Regions from separate parts of the Mus musculus genome. Here all the other regions are linked to region 3. Evidence: chromatin contacts called from public Hi-C data. All regions are on one chromosome and are shown on one strand. The core of a region is the stretch at or near the end of the contact, and the rest is flanking DNA. Distances in the headings are between cores, read along the strand shown.

What was found. A called contact is a pair of places that touch in the nucleus more often than the background predicts.
Region 1: a contact with region 3 is called in a Hi-C map of B cells, with 5 read pairs. The contact joins the promoter of Tex30 here to the enhancer-like site in region 3. A contact is called at or near these places in 15 of 39 promoter capture datasets (the 3T3-L1 cell line, cranial neural crest, embryonic stem cells and 7 more), 4 of 484 Hi-C or Micro-C datasets (B cells, LSK cells, embryonic stem cells and 1 more), 7 of 115 datasets of contacts at active chromatin or transcription factors (embryonic forebrain, embryonic limb bud, embryonic stem cells and 2 more) and 2 of 9 other capture datasets (embryonic stem cells and macrophages).
Region 2: a contact with region 3 is called in a Hi-C map of B cells, with 6 read pairs. The contact joins the promoter of Slc39a10 here to the enhancer-like site in region 3. A contact is called at or near these places in 3 of 39 promoter capture datasets (the HPC-7 cell line, liver and pre-B cells), 6 of 484 Hi-C or Micro-C datasets (B cells, the G1E-ER4 cell line, the N1E-115 cell line and 3 more) and 3 of 115 datasets of contacts at active chromatin or transcription factors (astrocytes, large pre-B cells and stem cell-derived neural progenitor cells).

What each region holds. Positions count from the first base shown.
Region 1 is chr1:44,101,031-44,103,735 of GRCm38.p6, forward strand. It overlaps Tex30 (testis expressed 30), which reads right to left and starts at 1,411. Exons shown (of 6, transcript NM_001356297.1): 1 at 1,298-1,411.
Region 2 is chr1:46,852,343-46,855,042 of GRCm38.p6, forward strand. Slc39a10 (solute carrier family 39 (zinc transporter), member 10) reads right to left here and starts at 1,276. Exons shown (of 10, transcript NM_172653.3): 1 at 1,129-1,276.
Region 3 is chr1:45,815,773-45,818,472 of GRCm38.p6, forward strand. Wdr75 (WD repeat domain 75) reads left to right here. Exons shown (of 21, transcript NM_028599.3): 13 at 705-862; 14 at 1,491-1,671; 15 at 2,398-2,492. Among named protein-coding and RNA genes, the nearest start is that of Gm30900, 13 kb to the right of the region's middle. Within about 2 kb of position 1,294, at least 8 of the 459 cell types and tissues checked have an H3K27ac peak or open chromatin away from gene starts, as enhancers often do. A contact at or near this core is called in B cells and Th1 cells, where this site is marked.

The DNA.
Region 1 (2,705 bases), core at 161-2,660, 1.7 Mb before region 3:
TCCAAATATATCAAGAACTGCCAGTTTTTGTGTGATCTGAAGGCTTTTATTAATTCAGACTAGTTTTATAGATTCCCCCCCCCCCCGTTGGTTTAACCACTGCTTTTTAAGAGTTCATTATTCAACTGTTAATATCTCCAAGGTGTCTTTCCCAGTGACTACCCCCCCACCCTCGCAAAAGCCAGGTTGGGTGGGGCCTGACTATAATCTCAGGATTTGAAAGGCAGAAAGGAGAATCTGCAAATTTGAGACCAGACTGGGCAAGACCCTGTCTCAAAAACAGAACAAAACAAACAATAACAAAACTAAACACAAAACAACCAACCAACCCCATAAAGAACTCTTTCCTGTCACTTTAATGGGATTTCAGAAAAACAGTACACTTAGATACATGTTTTTAAGTTAATATCAACCTGGGAAGCTCTTCCAGACTAACCTGTGATTTTAAGGAAAACGGCTTTCCTCCAGACTTCATTATGAACTTGTTCTAGACTGCTTCAGCAACACCGAAAACGTCCCATATGGTAAGCGCTCGAAGCGACTGTTATCTCCGCCCCCCCCCCCCCCCCCACGCTTTAGATAAGGGAGGACGGAAGCCTGGCTCAGCCTCAGTGTCGCCCCACAGCAGAGGGAGAACACTGCACCAACCCACCAACCCGGTAGAAACAAGGTGACGACTGTGACACAAAACAAATATAGCTGATGCGGTACGGGGTTCAAACGTCCTGGACAATCAAGCCAACAGTTTAGGGGGGAGGGGCTACTCACACTCACAAGGTAGTTATTTTCTGGTAGTTAGCTTCCACTAAGCTCCCCAAACGCCACGGCCACCCGACTTCCAGTTTAAAAAAAAATAAACATTTACTCACTGTCTGTTCCGTCTGCAGCACTACCTAGGCTGTCACCGCGCGAACAAAACTGTGAGTTCTAGGATCGCCGGGGTCGACCAACCATACGACCAAAAAAAAAAAAAAAAAAAAAAAATTCCAAACCCGAGGTTAGAGGTCGACGGGAACCGTCGTTTATTCGCTTAACGAACGCGCGCGTCCCGGGCCCGTCTGGGAGGAGGCTTAGCTCCCGTCACCCCCAACAGCTCGTGAGAGTCGCCGCGGCCCGGCTCCACCTGCCCGTCGTCCTAAACCCGTGTCCACCCTCCTCGGCAAAACAGACCGTCGGCGGCTGCCGGCCGGGAGCGCTTGGCTTCCACGGACGCCTCGGGCGGAGGAGAGCAGCAGCCCCCGAGGAGCTGCCGGCCGGCCTCACCACCGCTGCCTCCACTTCCCGCCGCCGCGCTTACCAGCGAACGCACGAGTGACCGCCAGCGCCCAACCGCCCTCACTCTCTTCAGGGAGCGAACTAACACGCTCGAAGCGACCGCCTCGCCGCCCCCGTCAGCGCGGCCCGCTACTGCGCTGGCGCACGCAGGCTTCGCCCGGGGCTCGTGGGGCGCGCCGCGAGGCTCGCCGGGAAAGAGAGTTTTCTGCCGGCTTTTAGCTCGGCCACGCCCCTCGCGGGCGCCTGGAGGCTGGACTCCTGAAGCCGGAGTCTGTATGCTGGGACCGCCGAGCCGAGCGCGGGAAAGGATTTTCTTGTCGCTGCCTTGGCTTCTTCCGGTCTGATCAGCCCATCGGAAGACACGGAGTCAACCCTGACAACTTCTTTCCTCACATCCCGCCGTGAATTCTTTATCCCTTTGCATTTCAGGCGGGTACGATTCAGTACCTCGCGGGCATAGGACAGCTATGCATGCGGCCCAAAACAAAATCTTGCACTTAAAATTCTCTCATTCTCTCTCTCTCTCTCTCTCTCTCTCTCTCTCTCTCTCTCTCTCTCTCTCTCTCTCTCTCTCTCTCTCTCTCTCTCTCTCTCTCTCTCTCTCTCTCTCTCTCTCCTCTCTCTCTCTCTCTCTCTCTCTCTCTCTCTCTCATTTATCAATCATCTATCTATCCATTCACCTAAAGTATTTTTATTTTTTGGCGACTTGACCTCGTAATTCCCTGTGCGCCAGGCTAGGTTAAGCCTCCCACATTACCATTGCCTGCTTTGTCTACCGGTCATCAGAAGGGTGGGTTGCTAGCATCCTTGTGCCCATCACTTCATTTGGATAACCCTGAGGGTATATAGGACCCATCCACTCAGTCCCACCCAAAGACTTCGTACCTTCCTCTTTAGAGCCAAATAATCAGAATTTCCTCCTGTTCTTTCAGGGGCTTTGCCACTTCACCCCAAACCTACCAAGCAAGCCCAACTGCAGAGGTTTGACTCTTCCAGTTCCTCAGATTGCAGCTTTTACTTAGGACTTCATCTACATGTCCTTTTTGTCTTTTTCCTTAAGGAGTGTGTGTGTGTGTGTGTGTGTGTGTGTGTGTGTGTGTGTATTTATTTGACTGACTCTCCTGATTAGGATAACACGTGGCAAATGTTTACTAAATGAATTAAATCCCCCTTATGCACTTGGTTACCTGCCCTCTTCTGACACAGTACATATTAAGAAACAACTAAGGGAAAGCCATTTATGACAAGTGCTTTCTCAAGTTACAGTCTTAACATTTTTAAATTAACACTTCCTTATTGTCTGTTAACCTGTCTTCCTTCTTTCCCTCCTCTGCCCGTTTTCTTCCCCAGACTCTCTCCTCTCTTCTTTGGGTTCTTGAGTGTGTTACAGTGTCAAAAACCAGGAGCCAACACTGAGATGTTGCAAGGGA
Region 2 (2,700 bases), core at 26-2,525, 1.0 Mb after region 3:
GAAGAGGGGTGTGTGGGATGGACTCCCAAGGTCCAGGAGAAATGACTCACAAGGTACTCAAATACTTGTAGATTACGGGAATCCTAACATTACTCTGTACACAGAAGTTCTGCTTTGTTTAGGCTTCCCAATAGCACTGTTAACAATTCTAAGCCTCCAGCTCTTGTATTACTTTTTCTTAATTACCATTAGATACACATCCAAAAAGAAAACATACAAGAAACCTGTCACCCGCTAGTTACCGCACTTAACGGAGACATAAATAAGTTTCTAGGAGACGGTGGGTTGTACTGTCTTTTAACTCATGCTTTGTGTCACTTGGAGCAGACACTGGGGTGAAGGACCCTTCCAAATCGGTGGCGGGGCGTCCTGCGGTGAGATTTCTTCCACGTGCCCAGCTCCTTAAACTCGGCCCATGTGGACAGGCTCCCACGTGAACGCGTCTTCTCAGAAGCCGCAGGAAGCCCTTCCACGTCACGCCACCCGACGCCTCGCCAGGCTGGAGAGTTCCGAAGACCCCCCCCCCCCCAAGGGAGGAGCGAAGCGTGGAGCGGATGCGGACCCCGCGGTGGGCCGGCCACTTCCCTCCGCTCCCAACCGCGCCCACGCCACCCTACACCCCGGTGGCCGGGAACAAAGCCCGCGGCCGCACCACGGTCGCCCCACAACCCGGCTCCGGGACCCGTGGGCTGCGCCACACGCAGTTCCCGCGCGCCCCACCGAGCCTTTTCGGTTGGCCCGGAGCTGAGCGGCCGCCGTCCGTTACCCCCCGCAGACGAGCCCCTGGGACCTGCCTCGGGTCCCGGGTCCCCCGTACGGCGGCCGCGGGAAGCCCGCGCAGCCCTCAACCGGCGCTGCCCGCTCCGCGGCCCCGCAGCAGGCCGTGGGGCGCGGGTCCCCCACCGCCGACGCGGCACACTCGGCTGGCCCCAGCCTCACGCGCCGCTCTCCTGCTCGCCGCCACCGCCTGCAGCAGCTGCGAACACACGCGTCCCAACCCAGAGGCCCCGGTGCCAGCCCCAACCCGGCCGCCCAGCCTCCCCAGCCGTCCCGGGACTCCCAGGCTCCGCCGCGCACGGGGCCGGTTCTGGGGGAGGGAATGTAAACAAATCGGGGTTTTATAGTTACCTCACACTCGAGTGCCGTGTGCATCTCCTCTCCGCTCGGTACCAAACCCCGGCTGCACCCAGTCGTGTATTCTCCAAAGCCGCCTGCGCTATCTGCGTCGCGGAGCCTAGCGCGAGAGCCGGCGCTCTACGCCGACGGCGCACTCAGCCTGCTCCGGCTCCCTGCGCAGCCGCACCCTGGCCGCCTCAGCGCTACGCCGGCGGCGCACCCGGCCCGCTCGGGCGCCCTGCGCAGCCGCACCTCGGCCTGATCGGCGCTACGCCGGCGGCGCACCGGCAGCGTTCAGCCATTCACTTCGCGGACGCGCCTGGCGTAGGAGAGCGGCGGCACCGGCGGGAGCTACACCGACTGGCGGCAACTGGAAGAAATTAGATCTACGCAAATTGCGGAGCTCTGTAGCTCCGCGCTAGTTTTGTTCTGAGAAAGGACTCCTCGGGGATTGGGGGGAGTTGGGGCGGCTTTTAACGCATGCGTGGAACGGCCTTGGTCGCCTCGCCTGGCCTCGCACGTCGGTTGCTGAGGCCTTGGGCTAGCGGATGAGACGTAGAAGCCTGGAGAACGAGCGTCCTAGGCCGAAGTTTCGGAGTGATCAATTAGGATTGCTGATCTGTACACGGGTTAGACATCTATATTAAATTAACTCCGCCCCCTCTGTCCCAGCGACCGTGCCAGTCTCTGGGCAAAACTAAACTTTAGTGCTATGTGCAAAGTGTTTTGCATAACTCCCCCCACCGCACCCCCATTTAAAGAGCACTTACAGTGGGACTTCCCAAACAGAAAGGAGTTGAGTTTAAAAATGTCACGTAGTTCTGGTAGCTTTGGGTACCCATCCAAGGACTTCCCACCACCTTCTCTTACTGGAACAGTTTTACACCCAAAGGCAAGCCCCCCCCCCCCCATCCGCCCAGCAACACCGGTGCATTCATGCTTATATCCTGCCTGTTCTTGGATCCCTTTGCTCACACCGCCATTCTCAATGGCCTCCTCCCCTCTTAAGCAACTAACAACCCACAATTTTCTTAAAAGGAGGCTCGGCAAACTCTTTGCTTCATTATTCATTACTCTGCTTCCTGACTCTTAATTCATGTCTAGGCTTATTTGTATTCTGCCCAGATGCCTGTGTTTCTGTATTCAAGCTGAGCGTATTTACTAGTGAAAGTGAATTCTGGCCTTGCTTTATGGATGAACAGAGTGCATATAACTCTGAGCAGTAGTAATTGCCAGCTTTATGTATCAGGTACCTCCAGCATGCTTTGCGTGTGTATTAATTTAATATTCCTAACAGACTGAAGAATGACTACCCAGGAAATAAAGTCATAGGAAATAAGTAACTTGCCTGAGAGAACCGAGGAGGGGCATAGAAAGCCAAACCTATTCGGTATGGCTACGTGGCCTGTCTCGCTGACTTGAACTCCATGAAAGAAGCTGTTTTGCCTTTTGTTTTCTACCTGTACACGGAACATCTTTCGAGTGCTTAATGAGTGGCTAAAACCACAGTGAGCTTCTTCTACTCCTCTTTCTCTGCTGTCAAAGGAAGACATTCTGATAAGTCCTCAGGCCTCAACATTAGTG
Region 3 (2,700 bases), core at 44-2,543:
GAAAGAACTAGGAAGGGTGAGCTTAACCTACCAGTACATGTCAGAGGCTGGTAACATTCTAGGCCTAGGAAGAGGCTAGAAGCTTCTATGACTAGGCCTAGGTTAGCAGACTAAGGCAGTACGACAATTGTATCAGGTGAACAAAACATACATTCTCACTGAGTCTTTGCCCCACAGTTTACAGATGAGAAAAGAGACCCAGAACTAAGTGATTGCTACTGGTCCTCTCTCTTATTACATGCTCTTAACATAGAAACACTGTGCTGTTCTTATACTATAAGGACATAGCAAGCATTGTTGATGAAGGGACAGTTTGAATGGATCATTTTTATTTCATGCTTTCACAATATATAGGGAGCCATTCTTACCACAGCCATTCTTTTTCGCTGTTTTTCTTTTGTCTGTTTTAGAAGAAGCCAGACCTCTAAGTTCTGTGTATTTATCCTACAGAATCTAGTACAGTAGGCCTTCAGCTATGATTTGATTTCTATTTATTTTTCCCAGTGAGCTGGCCACTATATATAATGCTCTGTGTTTGAGTCACACCGGATGATGTTAGAACTGGTCTTGAGACTGTTAGAGTATGGAAATTTGTCCTTTGGGGTAATAATCCATCAGTTGCCCATTTTGAAGATATTGCCTGATATTGCAGAGTGTTAGCATACCATAGCTTTTCTGAGAATTTGTGGTTTTCTTTCAACTAGGTTTGTTCTTAACACAAAGATCGCCATGCCACATGATGACCACATCACAGCTCTCTGTTTCAATAATGCAGAAAGCTATGAAAAACCCATCCTGGTCACAGCTAGCAGAGATGGCCACTTCAAAGTGTGGATATTAACAGATGACTCTGACATATACAGTAAGTTCACTCAGATTGTGTTGAAAAATTACAGTTTTAAGAGTGATATTGTCCGGGTGTGGTGGCGCACGCCTTTAATCCCAGCACTCGGGAGGCAGAGGCAGGCGGATTTCTGAGTTTGAGGTCAGCCTGGTCTACAAAGTGAGTTCCAGGATAGCCAGGACTATACAGAGAAAATACAAACAAACAAACAAACAAAAACAATAAAAAAGAAGTGATATATTTATATTGACATTTATGTCTTTTTTGAGAAGGTGTTTTCTGTTTTGGTTAATTCTATAAACTGTTGCTTAATTTCAGCAACTATTTTTCATGTTAAATTTTTACATATCTTTCCACCAGAATCTGTGCTTTGGGCAAGTAGATGGGCGTTTTGTGTCTGTTTCATGCAGCATAAAGGGTTCCTGCCACTAGGTGTCTCTCTCTTTCTCCTCCACTAGAGGGAGCTCAAGGTCTCCAGGAAGGGGAAAAATACCTGTCAGTAGGTTACACTGTTTACTTAGAACAGTTGTGGGGAATCTGGGATTTTGTTATGTTTTGTTTTCTTTGTTTAACCTTCTGCTTATAACCTGCCTCTTAACATTATTTCATATTTATGCCATTTTTGTTATGGTTTCTTTTTCCACAGAAAAAGCCATTGCTTGGACTTGTGACTTTGTGGGTAGTTACCACAAGTATCAAGCAACCAATTGTTGTTTCTCTGAAGATGGTTCCTTACTGGCAGTTAGTTTTGAGGAAATAGTTACAATATGGGACTCACAAACATGGGAACTAAAATGTACATTTTGCCAACGAGCTGGGAAAATAAGGTAGGTAAATTAGTTTGTATTGCTACCAATGTATGTATGTATTTTTAATTTAAAAAGCCTTTAAGCTTCAGTAATAATGTATGTTTTCCCCAAAGAGGTAATCAATAGTTTTCTGGGGAATAAGGGTAAAACGTTAATCAAAATGTTGAGAAGCTGTAACCCGTGAGTTCATGAGTAGTTTATAAGCATTTCTTACACTAGGATTCACATTGAACTTTTGTACGCAGCTTTCTTCGGGATAGTAAACACTTTCATGAGGGTATTGTGTAAAAACTAAGATATGCTAGCCATGGTTGATCCTGACCTGCCAGTCTTTATGCATTCCCTTAAAAATACAATGTAATACTCAAACTAATACGTTTGGTTCCCAGACCTGAGGACAAAATAATAGGCGACTAATTCCGTCTCATTTTAAATATATAAGGTTTTGTTAAGTGGCATGAAGTTCATAAATTCTTCTTTGTGGCATGGATTGTTACGTGATCGAGTTGGTCATAGCATCACACCTGTTTTCCTAAAGAAGTGCAAATACCTACATAACCCCTTTCTATTGGCTTAGCATCTTTTCCATTGCTGTAAGAACTAGAAACACAAAAAGAATAAAACTATGCCTGCTTATAAGTCTGTATTGAGTAGAACTAAACGCAGTGGTCTAAGCCTGCAGTTCTTTGTCGCTAAGTGTACTAGAGCTGCCTGCTGCTCATCTTTTATGTGATTTTGGCCTAGGCACCTTTGCTTTGGAAGACTGACATGCTCAAAGTATCTCCTCGGCACTACTGACAATGGCATTCTCTGCTGTTGGAATCTGCTCAGTTGTTCAAGTAAGCCCGTGCGGGTGGGATGCTGCAGCTAGACTTTGACCGTTTAGGAAACAAGGACCCTGTTTTCATATCTTTACCCGTACAATATATAATTTTTTACTTGGCCAAAAGTGAATTCAAGGAAGAGCTCTGTTGATTGTATGCAGGATCCCAGACTGTGTAATATTTGAAAATAGTCTGTCACAGTATTCCTGAAAAATGAGGCTTT